Regions from separate parts of the Sus scrofa genome. Here region 1 is linked to region 2. Evidence: chromatin contacts called from public Hi-C data. All regions are on one chromosome and are shown on one strand. Each heading gives the region's core, a stretch centred on a gene start, on an enhancer-like site or on the middle of the called end of the contact. The rest is flanking DNA. Distances are from core to core; before and after follow the strand shown.

Evidence for each region. Hi-C and Micro-C count contacts between places; a contact is called where the count stands out from the background.
Region 1: a Hi-C map of alveolar macrophages shows a contact between it and region 2, with 3 times the contacts expected there. The contact joins the promoter of MPZL1 here to the enhancer-like site in region 2. A contact is called at or near these places in 2 of 5 promoter capture datasets (liver and skeletal muscle), 19 of 47 Hi-C or Micro-C datasets (alveolar macrophages, brain, embryonic fibroblasts and 10 more) and 2 of 2 datasets of contacts at active chromatin or transcription factors (alveolar macrophages and skeletal muscle).

The regions. Positions count from the first base shown.
Region 1 is chr4:83,308,029-83,313,654 of Sscrofa11.1, forward strand. It overlaps MPZL1 (myelin protein zero-like protein 1), which reads right to left and starts at 1,592. Exons shown (of 6, transcript XR_002343361.1): 1 at 1,305-1,592.
Region 2 is chr4:83,200,252-83,206,217 of Sscrofa11.1, forward strand. It overlaps ADCY10 (adenylate cyclase 10, soluble), which reads left to right. Exons shown (of 32, transcript NM_001204392.1): 31 at 3,043-3,231; 32 at 4,041-4,202. The coding sequence ends at 4,202. Among named protein-coding and RNA genes, the nearest start is that of ADCY10, 98 kb to the left of the region's middle. Within about 2 kb of position 1,495, at least 10 of the 83 cell types and tissues checked have an H3K27ac peak or open chromatin away from gene starts, as enhancers often do. A contact at or near this core is called in alveolar macrophages, fetal liver and retroperitoneal adipose tissue, where this site is marked.

The DNA.
Region 1 (5,626 bases), core at 342-2,841, 110 kb after region 2:
TTTTACAATTAGACTTTATAGTTCATGGAACCATTCATTAAATGTTATTTTTCCTGGCATTTCCTACCTGGTGCAGTGGATTAAGAATCAGCTGCAGCTGCCCTGGTGTCTAGAGGCACAGGTACCATCCCCCCGCAGGTGCAGTAGGTTAAAGGATCCAGCATTGCCCCAGATGCAACCTCAGCTGCAGCTGGGATTCAGTCCCTGCCCCGGGAACTTCCATATGCTGTGGGTGCAGCCATTAAAAAAAAAAAAAAAAAAGATATTTTCCAAAGATTACATTAAGGACTTTTCCATGAAACTAATTACTGAGTATACTCATGTTCAGATACTGTGAGGCAACTGACATTTTGCAAAACAAAAGAAATGAACAAGTCTCCATGGGTTCTTAGGAGTTGGCCCTCTTTATAACCATTACTTAACCACATTCTCAGACAGCAACAAGTACTCTGCTTTGAACAACACACACACAAACGCCTATGGGGGACTGCGGATATCCCTAAAAGAACTCATCCAATTCAATCAGTCCAGTCTCAGGTTTACCTTATGCCTCACTCACGAAATCTAGCAAGGAAAAAAAGGATTTTTTTTTTGGATAAAAGAAAAATGTGCCTTTTAATGTCCTATGTCTTGTCAAAAAATGGTGACGATGTCTCGAATGATTATGGATTTGCCCGAACTCTTAAACCAGGTCATTCCAGTGGTATTTCCAACTCTGCATTCTCACCCAAAAGTAATGTAAATTTCTTCTTGGTGCTCTGCAGACCCCAGAGATAAGCCAAATTAAGCTCCGGGACTCTTCTATCTCAGAGGCTTAAAAATGGGTACTTTACGAGGTTAAAAAAAAAAAAAAATTGCTTAAAACAGAGGAACAAACAACAAAGGCCCTACAAATGAAAAACCTGCAACCTTCCGCCACCTCCCAAAGGTGGAGAACGCCAGAAGCCCGGGTTCCTGAACCGGAATTCCAGGCGGGCCCAGGCGACCCAAAGTCACCATGCGGAGAAGGTGGGCGAATCAGCGAGGGTGCGATGCAGCCGCCCGTCGGGCCTGCTCTCCAGACAGATTCCCCCAGGAGTGAGCAAGGTAGGGAGTTTTTCCCCCTTCCTCCTCACGCAGGGACCGAGGAAGAAGAAAGAAGCTCCGCGCCTCCTCTGCCCGTAGCGGGGCCCGCGGTCCCCGCCCGCCGGCTCGGTTCCCCCAGCCCCAGAGCGCGTAGGCCGCGCCCCCTCCCCACCTCAGCGCCCCTCAAGCTCAGGGCCCGCCACCCTGCCCCAAGCCCCCGCCGCCACCGCAACACTCACGGAGTCCGAGCGCCGCCACCAGCACCGACCACAGCCAGCGCCCGCGGTCTGGGGCTGCAATCAGTGCCCTGGCCCCGGCGGGCGCTGCCATCGTCCTCTCGCTGCAGCCGCAGCCGCCGCACCCCCGGGCCCCGGTCCCCACTGTGGTTAGCTCTGCTCGGGGCTGAAGGAGCCTGACTCGCCGCCACCCGCGTCCGCTGGCACCTCCACGCCGCGCTCCCCGCTCGCGGCCCCAGGCGCAGCCAGCCAGCCCTCCGCCGCGGCCTCGGCTCCAGCTGCCTGCTCATTGGCCTGCCCCGCGCCCTTTGAAGGACGGGATTGGAAGGCACTTACTGTCCATCACCCCTCCCCCAGGTGTAGCCCCGCCCCCCTCAGTCCCACCCTGGCTCCTTATCCAGGCGCTGGAGGTCCTCGGCTGTCCGAGGGAACCGCCGCCAAGCCCTTTGCCTGCCTGCGTGGCTGCCGCCTGCCTTTCTCCTCTGCCTCTCTAAGGGTCCAACCCCCCAGATCTCATTATCTGTCCTCGCCTGTTTCAGCTCTTCTCCGTTTCTCTGAGCCTCACCTAAAGAAGCAGTTCATTTACTAAATTAAAAAAAGAAAAAGAAAAAGAAAAGAAGGATTAGGGTACAATGGGGAGAGACTTCTGATTCAGACTTCCAGATAGAACTCGTTTCCCCGCTTGCCCTGCTTCCCGAGGCGTGTCCTTTGCCTGGACCAGATAATTTATGTGTTGCAATTTGAAAAATCTACTAGCTTAAAAAGAAGTCTCCATCTTGTCTGACTCCCTTCTTAGGAGGCCCTCCTTTTGGTTTAAGAAGGGTCAGGAACTGAGAACACTTTCCTGCAACCTAGAGCACAAATGAATGGGGGGTTTGTTTGTTTTGCTTTTATCAACAAAATGTCCCTTAATTTATCAATAAAAAATTGGTTAGTTCTCCACCCTGACTCGGAAGTGCCTTGCCTGAGCCGGCTCCACTTGGTTATCTTGGCCCAGGACAATGTCTGCAACTTATTGGTTGCCCAGTAAATAAAGTGTTTGGAAGGGTCCTTCTGAGAGTAGCCCATGAAAGAGAGAAATGAGACAAGAGCACAAGAAAGATGATGGTGAAGGAAGAAAAGGAAAAACCCAGATAGGAGGCCAATAGTGTGAGTGAGGAAAACAAGTACTAGGCAGTTAGGAGAGAGTGGGGGAAGAGCGTGGTGAGAGGACCTAAATGCAGCCTCTCATTTCAGGATTTTGTCTAAAGTCAATCTTAGTAACACCTCTCCTGATTTGTTGCTGTTTTAGCCTGCTAGCCTTGCAGTACCACAAACTCATAATAATTACTTTAGCACTAGTGAGAGAAAACTGAAAACTACAAAGAGAGAGAGGGACCATTTCAATCTATTTCTCACTCAGCATGACCTTATGAAGTGTTTCTGGAATGCCATAGGTTGGAAAGAATACTAATATACAAGTGCATTAAGGAAGTTCCCATCGTGGCTCAGCAGAAATGAATCTGATTAGCATCCACGAGGACTCAGGTTTGATCCCTGGCCTCACTTAGTAGGTTAAGGATTCTGCGTTGCAGTGAGCAGTGGTATAGGTTGCAGACATGGCTTGGATCTCATGTGGCTGTGGCTGTGGCTGTGGTGTAAGCCTGCAGCTGTAGCTCCGATTTGACCCCTAGCCTGGGAACCTCCATATGAGGCCCTCAAAGGACAAAAAGAAAAAAAAAAGTGCATTAAGTGAGCAACTACTATGTGCTGTAGATGTACAATACCTAGACTTTACTCTGAAGAAGCACAGTCTACTAGTCAGTGTAGCAAGCAAGTACGTAATGAGATTTTTTTTCATGCTCTATGAGATCAAATAAAGGAGAGACCTAAGGCCAGCAGGGACAATGAGGTTCTCAAAAACACATGTAATGTGAAAAGCTTCTCCACTGACTGTGATGTATCTCAACACACATATTCTCTCTTCTGAGAACCACTGGCCCATGAGGTGTCTGGAAAAGATGCACAGAGGATGTAGCATTTGAGGTGGATTTTAATGGGTGAATAAAGTTTCACCAGAGGGAAACAGGAAAAGTCAACTCAGACACAAGAAAGAAGTACTAGGTGTAAAGGAATAGTGGATTAAGCTTGTGTGATTTGGGACTTCAGGGGTTTTAGGGTAGGAGAGAACACTGGAAAAGCAGGCTGTGGTTATATTTTAAAGAGCCTTGGATTGTCTTTATTCTGTAGGCAGTGTGTAGTGATGACAGGGAGGTGACAAATTCAGACCCATGTATTAAAAGGGTGACCCCTGCAACAGACAAGGCAAGAGTGAGGAGAGTACAAAATAAGTTATTGATAGTGATGATGGAGCGGACTATTGGAAAAACCATTCAGAATGACAAGACTGGGTATAAATTGGATGGGAAGTTTAAGCAAAGACAGATGTGACCTCCACTTTCTAGCCAGAGTGGAGAATGATGCTGGCAGTTAACCAAGACTAAAAACCCAGAAAGAGAACCTGGTCTGGGAGGAAAGCTAATAAGCAGGGCCCTGAACACAGCTTCAGGTGCTGAGAAGACCCAGATGGTCAATCAGAAGGCAGTTGGATACCTAGGCCTGGAGCCCAGGGAAGAAGAGAAGGGCTAATGTGAAGTTGAAGGCCTGCCATGGTGGCAAAGTGTTACCACACTAAACAATATCAGACCATTATTAATAAAATATTTGTTGAATGAACACATGAATGGTTTATTAAGTTAATCTAGATAAGTTACAAAGGAAAAAAAATGCCACTTTGCTTTAGCATAGTCCTTACATTGTGGTTTCTTTCTTTTTTTTTTTTTTTTTTTTTTGCCTTTTTGCCTTTTCTAGGCCTGCACCCGTGGCATATGGAGGTTCCCAGGCTAGGGGTCTAATTGGAGCTGGAGCTGCCGGCTGACACCACAGCCACAGCAACGCCAGATCCAAGCCGTGTCTGTGACCTACACCATAGCTCACGGCAACGCCAGATCCTTAATCCACTGAGTGAGGCCGGGGATCAAACCCACAACCTCATGGTTCCTAGTCGGATTCATTAACCACTGAGTCACAACAGGATCTCCACATTGTAGTTTCTGATCCTTCTGTAGAGATAGAAAATGGAAAACAAACAAACAAAAAACCCTCTGGATTTCAGCCACTACTGTGAGCCTGAGGGTCTTACTCAACAAACCTCCTCTTCTTCAGATACCTCCCTGGAAGCTATTTCTAGCTCACTCAGTCCAGACAATACAACCAGAATCAAATGAATCACAATCAGGTGGGAAGGTCCGTTTTGATGGGCTGCTGCCTTGGAAAGGAATGGTCTCCTTAGGGAGAATTTTCCCCACAGAGTCAATAAGAAGGAAAATCACGTGCAGAGTCCTCTCTGATAATGATTATCCATCAGCTAAGTAGGATCTATGTGCAGATCCATCAGCCTCACAGACTTCCTGCTTCGTGAGATGGACAATGGACAATAAACGCACTAGTGAGGAGCGGGGTTGCCTTGCGAACATCTCAAGGCTTTAAATTTTCTCTCAGTAGAGACCAGGTAAGAGGCACCCAGGAGCAGCTAGTTTTGGCAAATATATATGGGGAGAATCTTCTAGACCTGGAATTAATGGGAGAAGTTAGAAGAGAATGACAGGAACCAAAATTTCAAACATCTTTGTGATTGTGGTAGAATTCTCTTCCATCTCCTGTACTCTCCTGGCATTCTCTCCTGCCTTGTCTTTTAAGATCTGTGGCCAGGGGAAAATTGGAATGCTGTGTGATCTGCAGGTGGTGATAACAAGCCATTTCAGGAACACTGAGATTGAATGACTACCAGATCGAGTCCAAGATGAATCCCAGGCCATGCTGAGAAAGATTTACCTGGAGCTAAATTAGTTTCTTGAACATTTCTACAGAGAAAATATCTTCGTCCAGGAAAAGTGTGGCATTTTTGCTAGGACATTTTTGAAAATCTGATAGAGTTCTAGTGTCTCTGGGGTCCCTGGGCACAGAGGCACCAAATTGGGGAATATGAGTGATGGGGTCTTTATGGCTCATTGTATAGGAGAAGGTATGTCACCAGGCTGCTTCATTTCCTGTGGCGGGGATAAAATACTCCTCAAGGTTCTCAATCTCCCTGTGCCCTGCAACCACCTAAGTACTACTTCTGCTTCACCTATGAGGGAAGGAAGTGCCTCGGAAGAGGCATCGCAGACAATCCTCCTACCATGATAGAGGCATTTCTCACTCTGAGTTGGGCAATGGAGAGCCTAAGTTTTGTTACCCTCAGTCTTCCTGTATCATTGTTGGGAGAGCAAATGAGATATTCTGGT
Region 2 (5,966 bases), core at 245-2,744:
GCACTATTCACAATAGCCAAGACATGGAAAGAACCTAAATGCCTGTCAACAGATGAATGGATTAAGAATATGTGGTACATATATACAATGAAATAGTACTCAGCCTTAGAAAAGAACAAAATAATGCCATTTTCAGCAACATGGATGGAACTAGAGACTGTCATATGAGTGAAGTAAGTCAGAAAGACAAAGACAGACACCATATGATATCACTTATACATGGAATCTAAAATATGGCACAAACGATGTATCTACAAAACAGAAACAGATCACAGACATGGAGGACACACTTGTGTGTGCTGGAAGGAGGGGGAGGGAGTGGGATGGATTGTGAGTCAGGGATTAGTAGATGCAGACTGTTGCATTTGGTGTGGATGGGCAATGGGATCCTGCTGTATAGACCAGGGAACTATATCCAATCACTTGTGATTGTTTAGGATGGAGGATAATGTGAGAAAAGGAATGTATATATATATATATATATATATATATATATATATATATGTATAACTGGTTCACTTTACTGTACAGCAGAAATTGGCAGAACATTGTAAATCAACTATACTAATTAAAAAAAGTTTGGGTTTTTTGGTTTCTGAACCGAACTTGGGTCAGCTTACACAGCAAAGCCAGTTTACTGACACTGGGTAGTGGTGAAGGAAAGTACAGCATTTATTGTAGGGCCCAGGAAGGAGAATAGGCAGCTTATGTTCAAAAGATCCAAACTCCCCCATGGCTTTCAGGGAAGGGTTTTTTAAGGCAACATTTGGGGTGAGGGTGGCAGGGAGTTTGACTTTCTTCTGATTGATTGGTGGTGAGGTAACAGGGTGATGTTTCAGAAATCCTAATCATCAACCTTCTAGGGTCTACATCTTGTGGTCAGCATGTAGTCACCATCCTCCATCTAGGTGGGGGTGGGGTCTTAATTTCTGCAGAACCACTCAAAGTATGTGTCAGATTATGTATATCCCTTGAGGAGGAAGTATGACTGTTTTATCGCTGAACTATTTTTTCTTGACTGTTATTCTTCATTCTCTCACTTCCCTAATTAGTAACAAAGTCTGCTCTTTGGAACTGAGGGAAGGCCTTGGAGACCAAAGCCTTTTTCTGCAAACAAGAAATGGGGGAGGAGTTTCCGTTCTGGCGCAGTGGAAATGAAACCGACTAGGAACCATGAGATGGGTTAGGCATTGCCGTGAGCTGTGGTGTTGGTCACAGACGCAGCTCGGATCCTGCATTGCTGTGGCTGTGTTGTAGGGTGGCAGCTGTATCTCTGATTCGACCCCTAGCCTGGGAACCTCCATATGCTACAGATGTGGCCCTAAAAAGACAAAAAAAGAAATGGGGGATACAGAAGGACTTTTATACATTCCTGCTTGGTTTCAGTTCCCCCCCCCCACCCTTTGATACTCTTCAGTCCTGAGGGGAACTGGGGGCAGGACAAGCAAGAGAATGAAGTTTTCAATAGGTTAATCATAAACGTGGCAGGAGAACTTAGTTTCATAGGGACTTGGTTTCATTTTTAAAGTGGTTGCCAAGAAAGGTTAGTGAGCCCATCCATATCACATTCTTGGTCTGGGTAGGCCACTGGGGCTGCTCTATCTGACATTTATCATCTAATCTCCACTACTTACCAGCATGTCTCTGTAATATGCTTTTTCTTCTTTTAAATTTAAAATTATAGTTATTTACAATGTTCTGTCAATTTCTGCTATACAGCAAAGTGTTATACATATATCTGTATCCACTCTTTTTCTCATATTATCTTCTATTATGTTCTATCACTAATGATTGGATATAGTTCCCTGAGCTATACAGCAGGACCCCATTGCTTATCCGTTTTAAATATAATAGTTTGCATCTACTAACCCCAAACTTCCTGCCCATCCCACTCCCACCCACTTCCCTCTTGGCAACTACAAGTCTGCTCTCCATGTCCGTGGGTCTGTTTCAGTTCTGCAGAGAGGTTCATTTGTGCCATATTTTAGATTCCACATATAAGTGATGGCACATGGTGTTTGTTTTTCTTTTCTGTCTTTCCTTTCTTTCTTTTTTTTTTTTTTTTTTTTTTTGGCTTTTTAGGGGCCCTACCCACAGCATATGGACGTTCCTAGGCTAGGGGTTGAATTAGAACTGCAGCTGCTAGCCTACACCACAGCTACAGCAATGTGGGATCCAAGCCATGTCTATGACCTACACCACAGCTCACAGCAACATGGATCCTTAACCCACTTAGCAAGGCCAGGGATCAAACCCACTTTCCTCATTGATACTAGTTTGGTTTGTTACTGCTCAGCCACAACGGGAACTCTAGTTTTTGTCTTTCTCTTTCTGACTACTTCACTTGGTATGGGAATTTCTAGTTGCATCTATGTTGCTGCAAATGGCATTATTTTGTTCTTTTTTATGGCTAATATTCCATTGTGTATATGTACCACATTTTCTTAATCCATTCATCTGTTGATGGACATTTAAGTTGTTTCCATGTCTTGGCTTTTGTGAATAGTGCTGCAGTGAACATAGGGGGGTGCATGTATCTTTTTTTCTTTTCTTTTTTTTTTTTTTTGTCTTTTTAGGGCCACACCCATGGCATATGGAAGTCCTCAGGCTAGAGGTTGAGTTAGAGCTGCAGCTGCCGGCCTCCGCCAACAGCAATGTGAGATCTGAGCCATATCTGCAATCTATACAATAGCTCACAACACCAGATCCTTAACCCACTGAGCAAGGCCAGAGATTGAACCTGTGTCCTCATGGATACTAGTTGTTACCACTGAGCCGAAACAGGAACTCCCTTTATGTATGTTTTTGAACAAAAACTTTCTTCAGATATATGCCCAGGAGTGAGATTGCTGGATCATATGGTAGTTCTATATTTAGCTTTCTGAGGAATGTCCATACTGTTTTCCATGGTGGTTGTACCAATTTACATATGCTTTTTCACTTGATTGCTTCTATCCTTGAAATGATACCAAATTATCTGAGAAGGAAAAATCATGGCAGTCAAGGACCCCTTTCTGATTCTGATATATTTCCTTTTCTTAGAACTTGGAGAGTTTGATTGCTCAAAATACCACTGGGCCTGTCTTCTACCCAAGGCTCTACCACCTGATGGCCTATGTCTGTATACTAATTGGAGATGGGCAGAACTGCGACCTCTTCCTGAACACAGCCTTACAGCTCTGTGAGACACAAGGGAATGTGCTGGAGAAATGCTGGATGAATATGAGCAAAGTACGTACTGTCTGCTAGCAAGCTGGGGAAGCGGGTGCTCTCAGGGGATGCAAAGGAGCCCCAGAAGCCCACTGCCATCAGAGGCAGTTCTGGACTCTTACTGAAAGGGGTGACATGTCCATAGCTTAGGTATTTGCACTTCTTCCCCTTTGGGTTCTCATGGGATCTCCCCCTCCTCCAAAACTCCTTTGGCAAGATCTCTGCATTCTTGTGACCCTCACCACTTTGCACTTTGTGTTACATTCATATGCATGTCCTGCCTCCCCCAAGAACATGAACTCTCAAGAAGCAAAAACTACTTAGCCCCTAGCATAGTACCTTTTTCTCAGTATTTGTTGAATAAGTGAATGAATGTACACATCTACATGATTATTAATAATTACGTGCCAGGAGTTCCCGTCATGGCTCAACAGTTAACGAACCCAACTAGGATCCATGAGGATGAAGGTTCAATCCCTGGCTTCGCTCAGTGGGTTAAGGATCCAGTGTTGCAGTGAGCTGTGGTATAGGTCACAGGCTCAGTTTGGATCTGGCATTGGTGCGGCTATGGTATAGGCTGGCAACTGTAGCTCTGATTGGACCCATGGCCTGGGAACCTCCATACACCACCAGTGTGGCCCTAAAAAGCAAAAAAAAAAAAAAAAAAGAGTTATGTGCCAGTGTCCTAGTCGGGACAGCAAAACTCATTGTTTGTGGGTTGGCCTCGTTCTAAAAGCTCAAGGACATTTGACCTTTCTGGTATTGGATGACTCTGGACCACACAAGCTGAGAAGCACTGATGAATCTTTGTCCTCTTTGTCGCCTCATAGGAATGGTGGTACTCAAGCTCTGAGTTTACAGAAGACCAATGGCTTCAAACAATCCTGAATCTCCCATCATGGGAAAAGGTTGTATCAGGCAAGGTAAACATGCAGGATGTTCAAAGAAACAAATTCCTGATGAGAGTTAATATCCTGGACAATCCTTTCTAACATTTCCTGAAAGACAACAAATATTTTAGTAACGCTCACTCTTTTGTGATTATCCATTATTAGCCTTTCTCTTCTGCCATCACCCTCCAGCTTCCTACACACTCCCTTCTGTTGCAGACATGGAATAAGACCTGCTGGTTTCTCCTCTGTTTGGGGGGGTCAGAAAAGGTCGGCAGTGTCATACCTTCCTTTCTTCCAGCTTTTCAAGGATTCCCTTGGCTTCTCAAGTTGTTTTAGCTTAGCCTGTCTATTTTTAGCCCCAGCAAAATTATATCAGATGGAAAATTTTTAAATCAAAGTGATACATGTTGTGACAAATACACTTCTACTTAATCTATTAAATTGAAATTGGTGATTTTTAAATGTCTAGTCATTCCATCTTTTAAATGTAGCCCAGGATTACAAATAGTAAATTCTCATCAAGGTTTGTAAAGGGCAAGATTTGAAAAGGCTGCTCTTTGTCATGCCTAAGGGCAGCCTCCCAGTCCCTGCTAACCACATGTATCAAATACTGTGCAAATAAATTATTTGAAATGGAAATACTAGCATTTATGTGGGTACCTTTGACATAGTTAGAGTTTATATATGTCTATATTTAGCAAAGTAATAGCACTCAACTTCATTTCCCAGATGTTGGAAAAGCTGCCCCACAGCCACCTGTGGTCACTGTCTCTTTCTTAGCAGACAGAACAGATCTGATAGGCAGTTTGTGCCTGAGGGCACACAAGGACCACGTGCAGATTCAGCCCATCCTTGCATCTCTGCAGCTCCCTCACATTCGCTCACTTCATGGACCCACGTGGCCTCCTCAAGCAGGTGCTCCAGGATTTCCATCTGCTGACTCTTGTCACCTTTCATTTCTGGAAGGAGGTTCTTCTGATGGACATTGACATGTCCACTTTAAAGCACACCTCAGGAGTTCCCATCGTGGCTCACTGGTTAACGAACCCAACTAGTATCCATGAGGATGCAGGTTCGATCCCTGGCCTCGCTCAATGGGTTAAGGATCCGGCATTACCGTGAGCTGTGTAGGTTGAAGATGCTGCTTGGATCCTGCATTGCTTGGCTGTGGCATAGGCCGGCAGCTATAGCTCCGATTAGACCCCTAGCCTAGGAACCTCCATGTGCCCCGGTTACAGCCTTGAAGACCAAAAAAAGAAAAGGATCCGGCATTGTTGTGAGCTGTGGTGTAGGTTGCAGACAAGGCTTGGATCCCATGTTGCTGTGGCTGTGGCTTAGGCTGGCAGCTACAGCTCAGATTTAACCCCTAGCCTGGGAACCTCCCCCAAATTCTCGTTGTGGTTTCCATAGGCAGTGCCCTACGTGGGCATTCCTTTCACAGGCCAGAATTCCATTGTCCTTCTACAAAAGGCAAAGCTGTGTTTTTCTTCCTGATAATATAACTGAGTTCCACCAGGCATGGTGAATAATCTCAATGTAGCCACAGATGCCTGGGCCCTGCCTGGCATGTGGGAAGGACAGCAGGCTAGGAGAGCAGAGCAGTAGGTTCTAACATGAGCTCTGCCACAAGCGTATTCCCGGGGCTCATCATCTGACCTCCCTATGTGGGTGTGAGTATCACGTAAGATAGTAAAGGAGAAAGATGTTGAAAATCATAACGTGCCATACACGTTAAAAAAAAAAAAAGTCATTAAGACAAATGACTGATTTTAAACAAACACATCAGTATTAAACTTTACATAAATATTGTCCCCTTCAAATCTTGCATCCCAAGCCTGTTGTGGCGCAACTGAAATGAATCCC